Regions from separate parts of the Mus musculus genome. Here region 2 is linked to region 1. Evidence: chromatin contacts called from public HiChIP or PLAC-seq data. All regions are on one chromosome and are shown on one strand. The core of a region is the stretch at or near the end of the contact, and the rest is flanking DNA. Distances in the headings are between cores, read along the strand shown.

What was found. HiChIP or PLAC-seq counts read pairs in DNA pulled down with a chosen protein or histone mark.
Region 2: an H3K27ac HiChIP or PLAC-seq map of embryonic stem cells shows a contact between it and region 1, with 4 times the contacts expected there. The contact joins the promoter of Tpd52l2 here to the enhancer-like site in region 1. A contact is called at or near these places in 1 of 484 Hi-C or Micro-C datasets (stem cell-derived epiblast-like cells), 7 of 115 datasets of contacts at active chromatin or transcription factors (the SCID.adh cell line, astrocytes, bone marrow-derived macrophages and 2 more) and 3 of 9 other capture datasets (adipose tissue, liver and pancreatic islet).

What each region holds. Positions count from the first base shown.
Region 1 is chr2:181,331,206-181,334,402 of GRCm38.p6, forward strand. All of the region lies in intron 8 of Rtel1 (regulator of telomere elongation helicase 1), which reads left to right. Among named protein-coding and RNA genes, the nearest start is that of Rtel1, 13 kb to the left of the region's middle. Within about 2 kb of position 1,591, at least 8 of the 459 cell types and tissues checked have an H3K27ac peak or open chromatin away from gene starts, as enhancers often do. A contact at or near this core is called in embryonic stem cells, where this site is marked.
Region 2 is chr2:181,495,688-181,498,884 of GRCm38.p6, forward strand. It overlaps Tpd52l2 (tumor protein D52-like 2), which reads left to right and starts at 1,455. Exons shown (of 9, transcript NM_001373959.1): 1 at 1,455-1,645. The coding sequence starts at 1,627.

The DNA.
Region 1 (3,197 bases), core at 341-2,840:
CTCTGGTGTCAGTAATGACCTGGTGGGCAGCTTTTGCTTCTAATCCCTATGGTAAATATACATCAAGAACTTAGTGTGTGGTGCTACTTAGGCACCTCTTACAGAGCTTGGATTTTAGTACCTGGAGTTGGGAGAGCAGATAGCAGAAGATGCTGTTGAATGGTTGAGGATAGCGGAAGTGGACAGAAAGAAGGCTTCAGTGATCTGGTAAAGACAAGACAAGTACCTTTACCTGCTGGGCCAACTCGCTGGCCCTAGCATGACAGTTTTGAAGAACTAGGTTAGAAATCACTGCGGTAAGCGGGCGTGGTGACGCATGCCTTTAATCCCAGCACTCGGGAGGCAGAGGCAGGCCTGGTGTGCACTACACAAAGATACAGTGTCTTGAAAAACAAAACAAAATAAGTTAGACTTAAAATTTCAAGCTTAGGCTTTTTAAAAGAATTAGAAAAATTAAAGTCTTATTTTGTTTTGAGACAGGGTCTCACTGTGTATCCCTGGCTGGCCTGAACTCAGAGAAATTTGTCTGCCTTTGTCTCCTGAATTAAAGGTGTATGCTATCACACTCTGAGAGAAGATTAGTAAACTCTAACATCAGTTTTTCCTTTCAAGAGTATTGGTTTTGGTTTTTTTGAGATAAGGTTTCTCTGTATAACAGCCATGTCCTGGAACTCACTTTGTAGACCAGGCTGGCTCCCAACTGACAGAGATCCACCTGTCTCTGCCTCCCGGGTACTAGGATTAAAGGCGTGGGCCATCACACCTGGCTTTATCAGTTAAATTTAAAAGAAAATTGTAAAGTACTAATTTATTTTTGTTTGAGTGTATGTATGTGTGACCCACTGTGCATGTGTGGAGGTCAGTGGATGATTTGGAATACTTGGTTCTCTCATGGGATTGAACTCGAGGCTGGGGTCTTAGCGTGCCTTACCTTCTAACATCTTGATCTTCCCACTGTTAGTTAAAAAAATTTTTTTAGCATTCTAGCTGAGAATAGTGTGTATATTTACTTTTTCAAGTTATATGCATATGTACGTATACACACACACACACACACACACACACACACACACACACACACACACAGGTACTAGGGTCAAACTTTATTTTCTATCATTGAACATGCTCCGTGAAAAGGTAAGTGATTTAGTTATTCATGCGTTGTAGAGTTCATGGCTGATGTGCCTATTAAGATTCTAATAGGTCAGAATTTCAGTGTTTCTTTACACTATGCATATATTCGCTCTCTGTTTTATCAAAAAAATGGAATATGCAGCTGTAAGCATTTTAAAGTTAATAAAAACTTCAAAACATGGTTTTAAAGAAAAAAAGCAAGTTTCAGAAAATGAGGAAATGCTGCAGCCTTTCAAAGGACCTGGATCTACAGTGAACAAAGGCTTTTAGAATTGAACAGTCCAGCTCACTTCTAAGAAACCTGAGTAGATAGTTTTCTGAAGTTTACAGAATGGCCACTTATGGTTTGTGGAAGGGTTTAACTGCTCTAGTCACAAGGTCATTTCAGGCCCAAACTACAGGAAGTGATACTGTATTCTGATGGAAATGGCTGCAATTAAAGAGACTTAAGGGTCTAGGAACTTAGCTCACTGGTAGAGCATTTGTCTAGCATTGGTGAGCCCAGGTAGTCAATCACAGGACCACACACATACATAAAAAACAAAGCATGCTGGCAAGATAGTTCAGCTGGTAAAGGTGCTTATCACCAAGCAAGCCTGATGCTCTGAGTTCAGTTCCTAAGGCCTACATGTTGGAAGGTGAGAACCCTTAGACTGTCCTAAGACCTCTACCTATGAACCTTAGCACACAGGCACTCTCCCTGCCACAAAGTAACAACAGCATCAGCAGCAAAGGTAGAAGTAAGTGTGAGGTGTGGGGCAGTCGGAGGTACCAACTGTGGCTGGTGGATATGGTGATCACGCAGTAGCTCTGTCAACAGTGTGTGCTTGTAGCTCCCTTCTAGGAAAAGAAAGTCCTTAATCCAGTGACTCAGGCATACAGTCACTGGAGTTTACTGACCACTGCCAGAAGTGGGAAGCTAGAAACTGCCAGCAGTGAGAAGTGAGTCTCAGAAATGCTACATTCTCCTCCTCTCCTTCCTCCTCCTCCTTGTTTTTTTGTTTTGTTTTGTTTTGTTTTTGAGACAGAGTTTGACCTGGAACTCACTCTGTAGATCAGACTGGCTTTAGTAATCTGCCTGTTTCTGCCTCCCAAGTGCTGGGATTAAAGGCGTGCATCACCACTGCCCCGCTCAAAGCTACATTCTTCTTGAGGGAGTAGAATACTGGTTGTAAAATATTCACATCTGAGGCTGGAGAGATAGCTCAGTGGTTAAGAGCACTGACTGCTCTTCTGAAGGTCCAGAGTTCAAATCCCAGCAACCACAAGGTCGCTGACAACCACCCATAATGAGATCTGATATTCTCTTCTGGTGTGTCTGAAGAGAGCTACAGTGTACTTACATATATCAATAAATAAATCTTTTTTTTTTTTTTTTGGGTTTTCGAGACAGGGTTTCTCTGTATAGCCCTGGCTGTCCTGGCGCTCACTTTGTAGACCAGGCTGGCCTCGAACTCAGAAATCCGCCTGCCTCTGCCTCCCGAGTGCTGGGATTAAAGGCGTGCGCCACCACGCCCGGCTTTTTTTTTTTTTTTTAATCCACATCTATCAAAACCTAGATGTCGGGCTGGTGAGATGGCTCAGTGGGTAAGAGCACTGACTGCTCTTCCAAAGGTCTGGAGTTCAAATCCCAGCAACCATATGGTGGCTCACAACCATCTGTAACAAGATCTGACTCCCTCTTCTGGAGTGTCTGAAGACAGCTACAGTGTACTTACATATAATAAATAAATAAATCTTTAAAAAAAAAAAAAAAAACCCTAGATGTCGAGCTGGAGAGATGGCTCAGTGGTTAAGAGCACTCACTGACTGCTTTTCTGGAGAGCCTACTTTGGATTTCCCTGAACCTGTATGGTGTTTCACAGAGCTCTAAGTGTAGTTCAAGGAGAATCTGGCACCCTCCTCTGGCCTTTGTGGGTACTGCGTGACTATAGTCCACAGATTATACCCATAGGCAAAAACACCCTTATACATAAAATAAAAATAAATCTTAAAAAAAAGATGTGTGCTAGGCATGGTAATGCCTTCCTGTAATCTCAGCACTCAGGAGACGGAAGCAGAAA
Region 2 (3,197 bases), core at 205-2,704, 160 kb after region 1:
TATATGAGTACACTGTAGCTGTCTTCAGACACTCCAAAAGAGGGCATCAGATCCCATTACAGATGGTTGTAAGCCACCAAGTGATTGCTGGGAATTGGACTCAGGAAGAGTGGTCAATGCTCTTAACTACTGAGCCATCTAACCAGCCCTGAAAATTCAATCTTGTAGGTGGGACAATTCTGAAAGAGGGGGAATATTGTTTTAAGGATTTTTTTTCTTCTGAAAAATATTAAGGGCCAAAAGAAATTGGAAGGCTTGCTTTTAGCAGAGAGTTGCCCAATGGTCACGACTTCCTCATTTGGAATGGGGCGGGGGGGCACTCTTGTTCTCCTGTCAGTGTTGACACACTAAAACCATAAGAACCTCAAAGCTCGGGGCTGGTGAGATGGCTCAGTGGGTAAGAGCACCCGACTGCTCTTCCGAAGGTCAGGAGTTCAAATCCCAGCAACCACATGGTGGCTCACAACCATCTGATCACGAGATCTGACGCCCTCTTCTGGCGTGTCTGAAGACAGCTACAGTGTACTTACATATAATAAATAAATAAATCAAAAAAAAAAAAAAGAACCTCAAAGCTCTGGAGTGATCTTTGGAAATTTACTTTAGCCTCAGTTTGCTCATCTGTAAACTGGGAGGGGGCGCCAGTGCTGGCTCACCTGATGCTGTGAAAAGAAAGTGAGAAAATACCGGAGTGCTTACACTGGGCTGGGCTTCAGTTATTTGGAGGGTCCAACAGGTCCCTGAGGTGTTCAGTGCTGTGTGAACTCTTCCAGTACCAGAATACAAGCCGCCCAGCAGCCCCCAAACAGCTGGCCTACTAGTGTGGGAATCCAGCTGGAGACAGCGGCACCTGCAGGGCAAGAAGACGAATCGCGCTCTCTACACTTTTAGTGCACTCCCTAGACAATAAAAAGTCTCCATAAAGAGGTTGCAAAAGCAAGTTAATTGGTACAATGTTTGCCCAGTATGCATTAAGCTCTGAATTCTCGATCCCCAATACGGTATAAATCAGCTGTGATGGTTTGCTCCTGTAATTCTAGCTCTAGGTAGGTGGACGCAGGAAGATCACAGTAAATTCAAGGTCGTCCTTTGCTGCAAGCAACCTGACTCAAAAACCAAAAGAATTTACAGGGGGTGGGGAGAGGTTGACAGGGGACTGGGGAGTACATAGGCCTGAGTTTGACCTGTCGAGGTGCAAAGTCAGAAGTCTTGTGGGCAGCCGAGGTTAAAGGTGGGAAGTCGGCGAACTGCAACACAATCCGAACCACCCATGCCTCGAGCTTCAGCTGTTCTGCCCTTTTTCACCCTAGAATCTTACTGTGGAACCAGACTAGAAGCATTGCTTCCTGCTTCGCTGCAGTCTGACCTATCAAATTGAAAGATTTGTCTTAGGTGGGGCCAGAAGACGTTCTTATTGGACACTACTTCACCGAGGGCGGGAAGAAGGCGGAGTACGAACCCGAGCGGAAGGAAGGCGGCGCGTCGCTGATTACGTAAGCGACTGCGGCCCTACAGTTCCACTGGCTCGTGTGTACGAAGCTGCCAGCTTGCAGTCCTCGGGGCTGGGCTCCTGTAGGACCTGCGATCCCAGCACCGACGCCAGCTACACCCAGCTGCCGCCTGAACATGGACTCTGCTAGCCAAGGTACCCGCACCGTGGATGGGCAGGGGCTGTGCCGCATTCCCGCCCTCCGAGTCGCGACTCGGCCCCCCCTCAGCCTCTGCCAAACCAATCCGCTGTTTCTCTTCGGCCAAGAGGCCCTTGACCTCAAGGCTCCCGATGGTCTTGCTGTGTGTGCCCTGGCGCCTCGGCCTCCCTTCGGAGCACTGCGAAGCGGCGTTCCTCGGCTCCCTCTCAGTTCCTAGAGTTTCATAACTCCAGACATTTCTCCTTAATGCGCTTCACCCTCTGTCCTCTCGCTGGCTCTGCAGCTCTTTATCTTTCGTTGGGCCGTAGGGGATACCACATCTGGTGCTAGGCTCCTGCGGAGACGTTGTGGGCGGCTCCCTACGGGGAAGGGGCGGTGCAACTATCCTTGTGTTTGGAGCAGCGCCTCTTGGGTGGTAACGCCACTGTAGCCTACTTAGAGATTCTCAAGGGAGAAGGGTTGAGTGAGTCAGGGGCACACCCAGAACACCAGATCTGTTGCCAAAACAGACACCTGAGGCCAGTAAGGAGTTGCTACGGAGAAGTGTGGTTCAGGCTCAGGAGATTAAAATCTTGAGAAGGTGGTACACTGGGGATGCTTACTTAACTACACTGGCTAAATTAAAAAAAAACCTTTCTACTGTTTGGCTTGCACTAACACATTACCTAAGCATTAGAATTTTGGGTTTTTATACATTCTGGATTTTTTTTTCTACTGTGAAGGGAATTTGCAAATTCAGAAGGCTATCTACTGTTTTATTTTCATCTTTAAGTAGTAGATTCTGGTCCCTGGAATGACACTGCTAAGGATGTGACTCAGTCATTGTTGTGTGACAAAATGTTTCCTGGGAAGCCAGGTGTGGTGGCACACGCCTTTAATCCCAGCACTTGGGAGGCAGAGACAGGCAGATTTTTGAGTTGGAGACCAGCCTGGTCTACAAAGTGAGTTCCAGGACAGCCAAGACTATACAGAGAAACCCTGTCTCGAAAAACAAAAACAACCCCCCCCCCAAAAAAAAAAACCTTTCCTGGAAGATGCATCACACATCTATCTACTCATCCCAGCTAGGGAACTCAGAACAGACCAAAGGTACAGATACCACCAAAGTCTACTTTAGTGAAGTAATGTGCATTATTAGGGTTATTTACAGGGATATGGGCAAGGGGTTACTTACAGGAGCAGAAATGACCCAAAGATGGTCGCAACAGCAAATTCCACCCCAACCTGGGTGATAGTTCACAAAGCTGAGAACCTTGAACACAATACACAGCCTGCAGGCAGCTCAACAGGTTGGAAAGTGTCCTTTCGAGGAGCCTCAGTTATAAAGAGGTTTACCTCTTCCAAGCAATTGGCCTGGTATCTGCTTCTTCTGGGCAGCTGCTCTGGTCTCAAAACTCGGCTTTGAAACCTTTCTCTTCTGAGTCATCTTTGCAGCTCAGTTTCAAGCTGTGAGGGACTCTCAGCTTTTATTGTTGACTCTGACTGGGAGGGACAACGTGATTCTAGTTAGTTTTGGGGATTTCCTGAAGCTATTTTGAGTTGTTTACC